Linked DNA regions of Mus musculus: regions 1 and 3 are each linked to region 2. A link is a contact called in public Hi-C and promoter capture Hi-C data. All regions are on one chromosome and are shown on one strand. Each heading gives the region's core, a stretch centred on a gene start, on an enhancer-like site or on the middle of the called end of the contact. The rest is flanking DNA. Distances are from core to core; before and after follow the strand shown. Region 1 holds the start of Urb2 (URB2 ribosome biogenesis 2 homolog (S. cerevisiae)). Region 2 holds the start of Zc3h18 (zinc finger CCCH-type containing 18). Region 3 holds the start of Nup133 (nucleoporin 133).

The links. Promoter capture Hi-C pulls out the DNA fragments that hold promoters and counts their contacts. A called contact is a pair of places that touch in the nucleus more often than the background predicts.
Region 1: a contact with region 2 is called in a promoter capture Hi-C map of embryonic stem cells, with 4 times the contacts expected there. The contact joins the promoter of Urb2 here to the promoter of Zc3h18 in region 2. A contact is called at or near these places in 2 of 39 promoter capture datasets (embryonic stem cells and liver).
Region 3: a Hi-C map of olfactory sensory neurons shows a contact between it and region 2, with 5 times the contacts expected there. The contact joins the promoter of Nup133 here to the promoter of Zc3h18 in region 2. A contact is called at or near these places in 2 of 484 Hi-C or Micro-C datasets (CD4 T cells and olfactory sensory neurons) and 2 of 9 other capture datasets (adipose tissue and liver).

Annotation. Positions count from the first base shown.
Region 1 is chr8:124,018,822-124,022,790 of GRCm38.p6, reverse strand. Urb2 (URB2 ribosome biogenesis 2 homolog (S. cerevisiae)) reads right to left here and starts at 1,294. Exons shown (of 10, transcript NM_001368414.1): 1 at 1,265-1,294. It overlaps Taf5l (TATA-box binding protein associated factor 5 like), which reads left to right and starts at 1,394. Exons shown (of 5, transcript NM_133966.3): 1 at 1,394-1,602. It overlaps Mir1967 (microRNA 1967), which reads right to left and starts at 150; the gene lies at 69-150.
Region 2 is chr8:122,375,228-122,378,834 of GRCm38.p6, reverse strand. Zc3h18 (zinc finger CCCH-type containing 18) reads right to left here and starts at 2,219. Exons shown (of 18, transcript NM_001029994.1): 1 at 2,035-2,219. It overlaps Gm39270 (adenomatous polyposis coli protein 2-like), which reads left to right and starts at 1,751. Exons shown (of 2, transcript XM_030243895.1): 1 at 1,751-2,474. The coding sequence starts at 1,764. The coding sequence ends at 2,402.
Region 3 is chr8:123,947,725-123,951,559 of GRCm38.p6, reverse strand. It overlaps Nup133 (nucleoporin 133), which reads left to right and starts at 2,295. Exons shown (of 26, transcript NM_172288.2): 1 at 2,295-2,562. The coding sequence starts at 2,384.

The sequences.
Region 1 (3,969 bases), core at 45-2,544, 1.6 Mb before region 2:
ACACTTGTGACTCCTGTAGAGAGCCCGAGTCCAGTTCCTAGCACCCACAACGATCTGTAAGTCAATTTCCAGGGAATTCTGCATCTTCTCCCCAGGATCCTCATGAATGTCAGACAAAAGGAGCAAAGAGAGAAAGAAACAGAATTCAGGCATTAATTTCAATAAAAATGCTCTTACTTCTACTGTAACAGTAACTCGTCACACACAGCTACAGTAGACAAAAACCATATACAATCTTTAAAATCCCAAGTAACAAAGGAAAGGATACATTAACAACCTACACTTGCTATGAAACCCAGCTAAACCTTTTGAGTTTTTAAAAGTCATAAAGTTTGTTTCCATTATGGTAAACAACTTAGCTTAAACCCTGACAGAACATTCACCACGCTGCTGTGTTGAGGCAAGAGACTGTGCACTTTGGAAAGCTTACTACAGGCCTTCAGAACTGAGAGGCCTCCCTTCCTGTCCTCGCCCTCTGACTACCTCGGGAAGGGTTTAGGGCAGGGTTTTTCCACCTGCGGGTCACACGCCCACAAGATTGCAAACCAGGTATTTATTCACATTATGCTTCCAACAGTAGGAAAATTGCAATTATAATATAGCAACAAAATAACTTCATGGCGGGGGGGGGGGGGGCGTGTCACCACAACATGAACAAAGGGTTGCAGGATTAGGAAGGTTGAGAATCAATGTTCTAGGGGGCTGGAAAGATGACTCCGTGGTTAGGATTACTTACTGCTGTTCCAGAGAACCCAGGTTCGAGTCCCAATATCCCACATCTTGGCTCACAACCACCACTCCAGTTCTAGAGGAACGCCCCTCTTTTATCCTCTGCGGGTGTACATAAAACACCCATACAAATAAAAAGTTTGGTTTTGGTGGTGGTGGTGGTGGTGGTGGTGGTGGTGGTGGTGGTGGTGGAGGAGGAGGAGGAGGAGGAGGTGGTGGTTCTAGTTTATCATGATACCTTCAAATCCTACTACCTGGATCGGGGCTCCCTCGAGTCCGAGCTCCGTGTAGGAGATCGGGGTGCTCTCTAACGTGGGTCTCCCTCAGATCAAGGTTCTCTCAAGTGGAGCTCCTTCAGTTCGGGGTAAAGCAGTTCAGAACCTCAAGCAGGGTTCCATAGCGGGAACTCCCTCGGGCAGAGGCTCCTCCGATCCCGGCTCTCCAGCCGGTTCCCTCCTGTTAGGACTGGTGTCCGCATCCGCCAAACTGGCGCCTCGGCGCAGAGGAAACCCAAACTCTCCAACCGTCCGCTCACCTGGGACCTCCACGGCGGCGAGCCACATGTGAGGGAGGCGCTTCCGGCAGACGTTGACGCCAACGGCTCGGGGCGGGGAGGGGCGTCACGCAGACATCGCTAGAGGAGCGCCGAGCGCGCCCTGGCCGCGGCGGCGTCGCGCGTCCGCGGCCTAGCCCGGCGTGCCCGCTCCGTCAGGCGGTCATGGGGCGGCCACCGAGAACCGCGAGCGCGGGAGGACGTAGGGCGCGGGGACCCGGCTAGCCGGTCGTCGTACGGAGTCCTACGGCGGGCAACCGATACGGAAGCAGCCGGTGCCGGGGCGGCGGCGGGGCAGCGGGAGCCGCCTGGGATGTTCAGTGAGTGCGGGCGGGGCGCGGGACAGGGCGGGGGGGGGGAGGGGACGCGGGGGAGGGGCCTCGGGCGGGAGAGCGCGCGCGCGCGCGCCCGCCCCTGCGCAGTCCCGGCCCTGCTCGCGCGCGCGCGGGTCCGAGCGACCCCGCACGTGGCGGCCCCGGCTGCACGCGCCCGGAGACCCCGCGGCCCCGCCGGGCGCCCTCGCGCGGAGCCAACTGCGAGCTCACGAGGGCGCTCGGCGGAAGTGGGCAGCGGACGGAGGGCTCGCGGCTGCCGCGGGGAGACGCGGCCCCGCGGACCTCGCAGGCGCTGTGGCTCCGGCGTCGAGAGGTGAGTTTTCCCCTTCGCCGGGACCGGCAGGTGGAGGATAGCCTCGGGGCTCTGCCGGGAGTCCCGTCCAGTCCGACCCGCCCTATTAGAAAGTGAAGTAGGAAGGGAGTCTGCCTTTCTCCAGGTTACAGACTTTTTGGCTGTAACCTGGGGCTGAGTGTCACGGATGGAGTTGGTGACCGCAGAGACTTAGAGTTGCAAGCCGTGTAGCAGGCGAGCTTGCTGCCTCGGTTTCTTCTCCTGTAAAATGGGAGGGTAATTTAAGCCCAGACTCTGCTGGTAGTGGTGGCGCACTCCGTAATCCCCACACTCTGTAGGCTGAGGCAGAAAGATTGCTGCGAATTGTTGGCCATCCTGGTGTACGAAGTGAGTTCTGCACCAGTCTAAACCACAGAGTGAGACTTGGTCTAAATACACGTGCATACACACACACATACACATATGAGAGCCTTGTTTTATGAACTATAAAGCGAATATTAAATCAGAAAACCCAAAATGTCAGTTTGTGCCTTCAGTATTTGCCATCAGTAATAAATAAATTTGGTTCGTGTGTTTTGGGACAGTCTTCCAACTGTGAGATTTGTGTGTACTTCTGTCACTGAAGAGAGGCAAAAACCTCTTCTGACTACTTAGTAACTGGTTATTCTTTTTGTTACTCTGTCACAATCTATGAACAACATCTGGGGACAAAAGAAGGGGCTTTGCTTCTTTTCTGACTTGTTTTAGCTTGACCTTGTGTGACGCCAGCGCTGCTCATTGAACACTACTTGAAGTCACGGTTCCAGCCTTCCACGTAGCCAATCAGCATGTTAGCTGATTAACTTGCAGGCTCTCGTTGACATAAGCATCAGTGAGCGGTTGGCCCAGTGCTCCCCTGCAGTCCCGTATGGGATCAGTGGAGCATAGGGTGCAGGCTCAGACACTGTCCACGAGACTGCGTTCCCTCCCATTCAGGAACTGCGTGACTTTGGGCAAGTTGTCTGATAACTACAGGCTTCAGCGTCCCACCTGAAGCGTTTACCTGCCTAATAGAGTAAAAGCAGATAGTCTGTGGGAAGTACTTAAGATGGCGTCTTACTCAGCAGCGGAATGTTAAGTAAACATTAGGTATCAATGGTAGTGTAGGACTGGGATGGTGTTCCAGGCTCTGGGAGTAGAAGGGCAAAGACCAGGAAGCCATTTGAGGAAGAGATAGCCAGACAGAGAGAGCATCAAGGTTTGTTCACACCAGGTGAGCATTTGTAAGGGTGCCTCCTTAGGAGAGGGCTTGGCCAAAGCCTGCTAAAAGGTGAGGGAGCCTCAGTAAAGTGAAAATGGAAGTGGGTAAGCAGCATTCCAGCGAAACCTCGAAACCTCGAAACGACATGATGGGTTTTTTCACTGGGTTTCCTCCAGTGAAAGCAGTGAGTTTTAAACTGATGCATCACATTGGCTTTTTGGGAGGAAGGCCTGGAATGGAGTGGGGCTGGGTCGCAGTAGAGAGGCATCCCTGCTTCTGTACAGCTTCTAGCTTAGTACAGAAATTTTTAATCTGAATTTCAAAGCTAAGAGAACATTAAAACAAAACATGAAGGTACAGGTCGTTCTAGACAGTATTTCCTAAAAACCATGTTTTGGTGTGTGTCATGTACCAGGTTACAAAGCAGGTTTCTCTGAGAAGTCTCTCTGTGATTGGAGAATGTTATCCCATGTTGTGGTCTCTGCTCCAAGGCAGCCTTAGTTGTTGCTCCAACACCAAGATGGTCTTCAAGAGGGCATGCCAGGCTGGAGCAAGCCACTGGTGCTGGGTTGGAGCTTTTATTCAGTCTCACCAAATCAGTTATATAAACAAAACAACAAGAATTAATGTTCACTGAGGAGTACTGGGATCATGTCTCAGAGAACACTGTACAGATCGCACATAAAATACAAACTAATGTGGAAATGGAGGCTTGTTCTTGTTGACCTACTGCAACCGGCCATGACAAGGGGATGGAGATGGAAAGTTCAAGGTCAGGCTGGCTAGGAACAGAATTTAGGTTATCATGGACTACATAGCA
Region 2 (3,607 bases), core at 970-3,469:
CTGTGAATCCGGGGATCCTCCAGCCCAGCTACAATGTTTACAATCTTCTTACCCACTAACCCAGTAGTGCAGGACTCTCACAAAGTTTAGAACTAACCTTTAGTCCTCCTATCCACAATGGTGAACCTGTTCAGGGGTGGAATGACAGTCTTTCAATATCTCTGTCCCCAGCTGCATTTGACATACTGGAAAATGCTTGACTAAACGACAAAACCCCATGAATCCAGGAACCACCTGTTGCATACTAGAAAGAGATCTAATAAAGTTGCCTGTTTGTAAAACATTGTAACAGAACTCCAGAGCAGCGTTCTGCTCTTGTGTCAGCAGCAGCTCAGGAAGGCCAAACTGACTCCAACCACTCTACTACTGACAGAACAGTTATGTCGTGGTCTCCTCACAGCTGGGTCATTTTCAGCAACTGCTACAAGCTACTTAATAGCCTGGCCTGGTGAATTTACCAATTCAGGTTAAAACAACTCTTGGGCAAACATGGGGTATGACTTGGGGAGGGGGGCAGGGTTTCTCATCGTAGCCCTGACTAGCCTCGAACCAATAGAGATATACCTGCCTCTGCCTCTGCCTCTTGCGTTCTGAGATTAAAGACTTGGTCACCACTGACTGGCCTACTACTGAGAAACGTGTTCCAAGTAGGTTTTGTTAAGGAGGCTCGATAACACACAAATACAACTTCTGGAAAACGACTTTTCCTTTGAACCAAGGTCTCACTTTGTAGCTTTGGCTGTCCTGGAACTCACTATGTAGACCAAGCTAGCTGGAACTAAGAGACCCCCTCGCTTCTGCTTCCCCCCAAGTTCTGGGATTAAGGTGTGGGCCACCATACTCAGCTGTGGGAGATGAAGTTTAGCAGAGCAGAGCCTATGTTGATGTCTAAGTTCTGTTATGCCTGGTTAAAAAAACTTATTCATAGCTCCATCCATGTATAGAGCAAGAATGTCAGGATGTTGAAAACACCACCCGCAAAGTGACTTAAGCTCTGCAAAAACTCTTCGGTAAGGAGATGGTCTCCTTGGGATGGTCTGCAGATGACAAGCTATCTCTTTGGAGATGAGCAAAGCAAACTTACCTGCTGAGTGTTCAGGAAGTAAATCCGAAGTGCTCTTAAAATGTTTGAGCATTCCCCATCTACGACTAGAGAGGAGTTTCAGCTTTGGGGACATATTGATTGGTTCCAGAACTGGCTGGCTTCAAACGTGTTCAGATCATTCGCATTCTCCTCTCAGGGGGCTGGGAAATGGGAACTAGCCTAGGGACAGAGAATCTCAACCTCTGCCTTGGGATAGGTAATGTGATGAAGAAGAAACAAATGCCTTCTTCTACTACCCTCAAATGGGTCTGAAGATTACTCTTGTTAATAAGTGCCAAGAAAAAGCTCATTTGAAACAGCTATTGTGCCCGGTAAACTCAGCTGTCAAAAGTATACGGGAAACTAAGTATCTAGTAGGGGCGAGACTATAGGTCTTAGTTTAATTTCCTTCTAGCACTACAATCGCCTGGCTACTTTACACTAAAGAAATGGCATCTCTAAGCTCACAGTCCAAGAGGCGAGGAGGTCACACTTCCTAAGCGACCCGGGACTCTTGGAGCACAGTGGGTCCGTCCAACCTGTGCTCGCTTGAAGTTGCGAGAGCAAGTTGCAGGAGGCTCCAGAGAGTTCAAAGTTCCCTGCAGAGCCCGTCGAGAGTCCAAGCGGGCCTCCTCCCGAGCCAACCTGCGCGATCCGCTCCCCTTTGTGGGCGGCGAACATGTGCCACGCCGAGTGGCCCGGAAGGGAAAATGACAGCTTCAGGAAAAGCAACTTCACCACGGCAGACCGCGGCGCGCCACGGCACCCGCCCGGACGTCCCAGGCCGCAGCGGGCTCGCGCCTGCCCGCTGTCCCGGCCCGCGCTTCGGCCCGCGGCTGCGCACAGCCGGGGGCGCGCCCGAGAGCTCGGGAGGCGGCGCCGGGCTCCGGGGCCTCGCTCCCGCCGCCGCTGGGGCGGCCTTCTCCCCGCCGCCCGCCGGCCCAGCTTACCTCAACGCGAAGACGGGAGGCGGCCACGGCTCCGCTGTGGTGGGGGCAGCGTGGACGAGACGTTCCTCAGCCTTTTCGCTCCTCACTGGCTCCGGCTTTGGGCACGACGCGGGCGGAACAAACGGGCTCCACTACCCGCGGGGGCCGGCCATTGTGCAACGTCATCAGGCCGCGACGGCCGTCTTGCGAACCGGCGGGCTTCCCTCGCTAGCCCCGCCCTCTTCCGCACTTCCTTCCGGCCTCCGCCGGCCTCGCCTCCGCGGCGCGCGCTCCCAAGGCTCTGCTACTGCGCAGGCTCACCGAGGTCGACCCCGCCCTCTAGCGGGCCTCCTGGCGGCGCGTGCGCAGTCGGTGGCTCTTCGTGGTAGTTGCTTGGGATGAGATCAGATGAGGAGCAGGCGGGATGCGTGCCGGAAAGGGAAAGCCCTTTGAGGCTCTTGGTGAGTGCGAGTGGACACTTCCAGGGTCTGAAAACTTAGCATTCGTTTCTTCAGGGCACGAACTTTCTGCCTTATTAAATATCAATATTTTGCCGGGCTGTATTTAATCCCAGCACTTGGGAGGCTGAGGCAGGCGGATTTCAGAATTCGAGGCCAGCTTGGTGTACAGAGTGAGTTCCAGGACATCCAGGGCTACACAGAAACCCTGTCTCGGAAAAAAAAAAATCAATACTTGACCAAAAGTGTTTTGGGGGCTGGAGTGTAGCTCTGAGGTTGAGACAGCACCTGCCAAGTATGTGCGAGGCCCTGGTACCCTCAAAAAAAAAAAAAAGATTTTGGAGTTGAAGGATTTAGATCCTCTTACCTGTTTCTGTGACGCTAAACATCTCTGGCATCGTTAAATTACCGTGACCCAGTGTAACCTCCCTGGGGAGGACTTAAACTGATTGGGTCATTTTTCAGTCCCCTCCTACTACCCAGATGGGGCTCAGCTGCTGGAGCCCGAAGTCCAACCCCCCCCCCCCCCCATGACCTGATAAAAGGTACGGAGATCATTAGGTACTGACCCCTTGCAAATTTTGAATCTGATCTTGGTCTTACTGGTTAGGGGCTGCCTGTCTTCCTCAAAGTGAAACCACCCGGATGCCCATAAACTGATATAAGGGGGGGGGGGAGTTCTGGTCTTACAGTCCTGCATTAATTGGGCCACAGAAAGGGATGAAGTTCAGACACATGCTACAAACACCGAGGACGCCTAGGAAGGCGCCAGTCATGACAAGTCGAATACTTTTGACTCCATAATGCGACTGAACTATGCCGCCCACCCTCCAAGTTACTTACATGTGAAGTCCTAGCACCAAGCTGGTATGGATTTCAAAGCAGAGCCTCTCCGTGAGGGTATAAAGGTGGGGTCTGGATCTCATAGATTGGTGTCCTTCAATAGATACCAAGGAGAGCTATTTGAGAGATCATGCTAGTGCTGGGATTAAAGGTGGCTGCCAATCAGGTCAGACAGAAGGTTCTCCCTCTCTCTCCCCCCTCTCTCCTATGTATGTGTGCATGTATATATGTATATCTCTTTTCATACACCACCACCACCACCATCTGAGGAGACAGTGAGAAAGCAGCCATCT
Region 3 (3,835 bases), core at 1,046-3,545, 1.6 Mb before region 2:
GCAAAGGCAACTTCAGGGAGAAAGTTCCTTACTGTTCCCAAGAGATTCAGTCCCTCCTGGCTGGGAGGACACTGCGCAGGGTCAGGGGACAACTGAGTGGGCCTCCTCATCTTTCAGTGTTTGACGCTAGATTCTCTGCCATCAGGCTAGCTGGCCCTAGAACTCTAGGGTAGTTTTATTTCTGCATGCTACATGCTTGGCTTTTATTTTGGTGGGTTTTTATTTTAAATGTGTCAGGTGCTTTGTCTGCATGTCTGCCTGCAGACCAGAAGAAGGCATCAGATTGTGAGCTTCTATGTGCGTTCTGGGAATTGAACTTGGGACCTCTGGAAGAACAGCCAGTGCTCTTAATTGCTGAGGCATCTCTTCAACCCCTTATTTTGGGTTTTTTTTAAAAAACATTTATTATGTGTCTGTGAGTATATGCCATACCTGTGCAAGCCAGACAGTTATGCACACCTCCAATCCCAGTGATCAGGAGGCAGAGGTAGGTGGATCTCTGGAGGCAGGGTTTTTCTCTGTGTAGCCCTGGCTGTTCTGGAACTCACTTTGTAGACTAGGCTGGCCTCAAAGTCAGAGGTCCACCTGCCTCATAATGAGCAATTCTAGACAATCTGAAGCAGCCCTACATCCCACACCCGGGATTAAAGTGAAGACATATTCTTATAACATTTCTGTGTTTAAAGAAACCAAAATTCAGCCGGGCGAGGTGGCGCACGCCTTTAATCCCAGCACTCGGGAGGCAGAGGCAGGCGGATTTCTGAGTTTGAGGCCAGCCTGGTCTACAAAGTGAGTTCCAGGACAGCCAGGGCTACACAGAGAAACCCTGTCTCGGAAAACCAAACCAAACCAAAACAAAAAAGAAACCGAAATTCTCCTACACTGCACTTTGCAAGAATTAAAGGCTCCATTACGCATGCGCACGTTTCTCCTGGACTGTGGACTGGAAAGCTGCTTTCTCTCATCCTTAGGGCAGAGATGACTCCTCCCTTCCATGTTCTCTCTCCCCCTACCCCCTCCCACTGTATTTACTTCTGATATGCCTAACAACCTTGTGTCCATAATGGTCTCTCAGGTAATTGGGTTTGTTTGTTGGCATTTGAGACAGTGTCTCATGTAGCCCAGGGTGGCTTTGAACAACTTCTGGTCCTACAGAGATTATAGGTGTGTGCAGCCACACCTGGCTCAAGTAGCTACTTCTAAATGCTTTTCTTTTTTTTTCCGAGTTCAATTCCCAGCACCCATGCTAGGTGGCGCACAACCCCCCTGTAACTAACTTCAGAGTCCAATGCCCTCCTTCTGGCTTTCTGAGCTCTTAAAAGATCAAAACTGCCCCAAGGAACTCGATGCCTCTATCAGCAGGAAGTAGTCTACGGATATCGAAGCCCCCTTTTCCTCTAGCCTTCTTTCTCCTACCTAGTGTTGGGGGGTTGAGAGGGAGACAAGTGGTAGAAATAGGAACCCATAAAGTGGTCAAAAGTCTGGCTACAATGTTGTCTAAGTGGGACACAATGAAAAAACCGAAAAGGAAAGGCCACCCGAAGTAACAAGGGACCTCACAAGTTCAGCAAGGGTCCCTGGGCAGTTATCAGCCCTGAATATTTACAAACTCTAGTACAGCCTCGGGCTAATCTCAGTTCACTGTTTAGTAATGTGGGGAGCAGAATGGAAAAGACACCCCCATACACACACTACGGTCTTCCGAAACAGCCGCAGAGGACTAACAGAACTGTGTGCACGCCTGCTATCGGCTTCTACTAGGGTCTGGAACTTCAGGGGCAGCGATGAGAGTGAACATGCCCGGGGACTGGGGGCACTGTCATTTCCGAATCTCCGGCAGTAGGACAGACCCATCAAAATGCAAGCTGTGCCTGGAAAGCAAAAAGCTGCAACCCGCTGCAGAGCCCAGACAATCGAACGAAGAACAAGCCTGAACCGATCTGAATTAGGTTGGGAAAAACTGTGAGCACACCACCGCCGCCCAGAGCGCGACTTCCTCAGCTCCGCCCACGGGCGCCTCCTTCCCCAGCCCACGCTCGCCGCGGAGGGTCAGCTCCAGCCGGAGACCGGCGCTTCTGGCAAGCTCTCGGTCCGGAGCACTGGATCCACCGCGGTGAATCGGGTCGCAGGACTCCAAATCGCCTGCCCCGCCCCTCCCCGGTACTGGATGTGACGTCAACAAAGCGCTCCCAGTTCCGACCTTGCCCCGAGTCTCGGCGCCGATCTTTGACGTCATTGCCATGCGCCTTCCCCTCCCTACTCGCTGAGCGCCCCCTTACGTCATCTCTAGGCGCCTTCCCGCCCCTCAGGTGTTCAAGCTCCGGGCGCGCGAGGTTCTCGCTATTAGCCCGCGAGTGCCGCTTCCTCCACGCTCTCTGCAAACATGTTTCCGAGCGTCTCCTCTCCGCGAACCCCAGGGCCGGGGACCCGACGCGGTCCGCTAGTCGGGATCGGGCCCACGTCCACGCCTAGAGCGAGCAGGAGGGGTCTGTCTCTGGGATCTGCGGTTAACTCGCCCGTGCTGTTCTCGCCCGCAGGCCGGCGCAGCTCGGTGAGCTCACGGTAAGTGGGGGTTCGGGGACCAGCGGGGTCCGCTCCACAGCGGGGAGGTGGAGCCTGGCAGTGGGGTAAGCTGCCGCAGAGTTCGAAAGTACTTCTGGTCATTCTCGCGTTTTATTGTCGCTGCTTAATGGTGGCCCTCGTTTTGCCCGTTCTCTGTTTAACTCTTTATTGGACCCATGGATTCACTCTGTCTCCGCGCTACAGAAAAGAATGAAAGAACCTTTTGAGCACTACGCTTGCAAGGTAGGAACATACTTCAGATTATTGTAAAGATTAAAAAGTCATTTCTTTATTATGTTGACACAGGTCAGTGTCGGGCTGCTGTTTGTTTAAAGTTGTGGTTTGACTCTGTGGCGTTTGACACGAGTAACATTTGGTCTGGTGTAGTCTTTTTGTGATATAGTGTAGGAATGCAGCCTGGAACTCAGTCCTGTCCACTTTGGGACAGCCCATGCTACGTACCCTAGGCTGACTTTGCTCAATCCACTTTTAAGATTCTTCTATTTCAAGCATGCAGTAGCTTGTCTGGCTACCATCATTTTGTTTAACACTTCCAGCTTTAAGTCAGGATCTCAGCATCTCAGGATTCAGTACACCTATCTGAGTCATGGTAAGAGCCTACAAACCTGGCAAAAATGTTTTCTCAGTGCCTAGCAAATGCTTATTACTACATACTGATTGGCAGTTAAAGGACTTGGGCCACAAAATGTGATGGTTGTGACTAGGTTACATAAAAGCACTTTGTGTGTGTGTGTGTGTGTGTGTGTGTGTGTGAGAGAGAGAGAGAGAGAGCGTGCTTCACTAAAGATGCTGGTGTGCTGCCAAGTCCACATGTATAGTAGAATTGTTACCCTCCTCAATGTAATTAACACGAAAATTCAGAATTGGGTTACCTTTTTCTAGAAGAATTTCTTCTGTTCATCTTTCAAAAGTGAATTTCTGGGATGGAAAGATGGCTCTGGGGATAAGAGCACTTGCTTTTCGATATCTATCTATCTATCATACAATCATATATATATATATACACATATATACACACACACACATATATGTATATATGATGGGTTAAAAAGATAGTAAGATGCATATATGTTCTGATACATCATTTTTGCTCAAAACAAACAAAAAAACCAGTAAATTAATCTCAAAAGTACCTGACAACTATTGCCTTAAAATTATTTTAAAAGGTATTGCTGGACATGGTAGTACACAACTTAAAATCCTAGCACATGGAAAGCTAAGGTAGGAGGACCCTGGATCAGAGCTAGTCTTG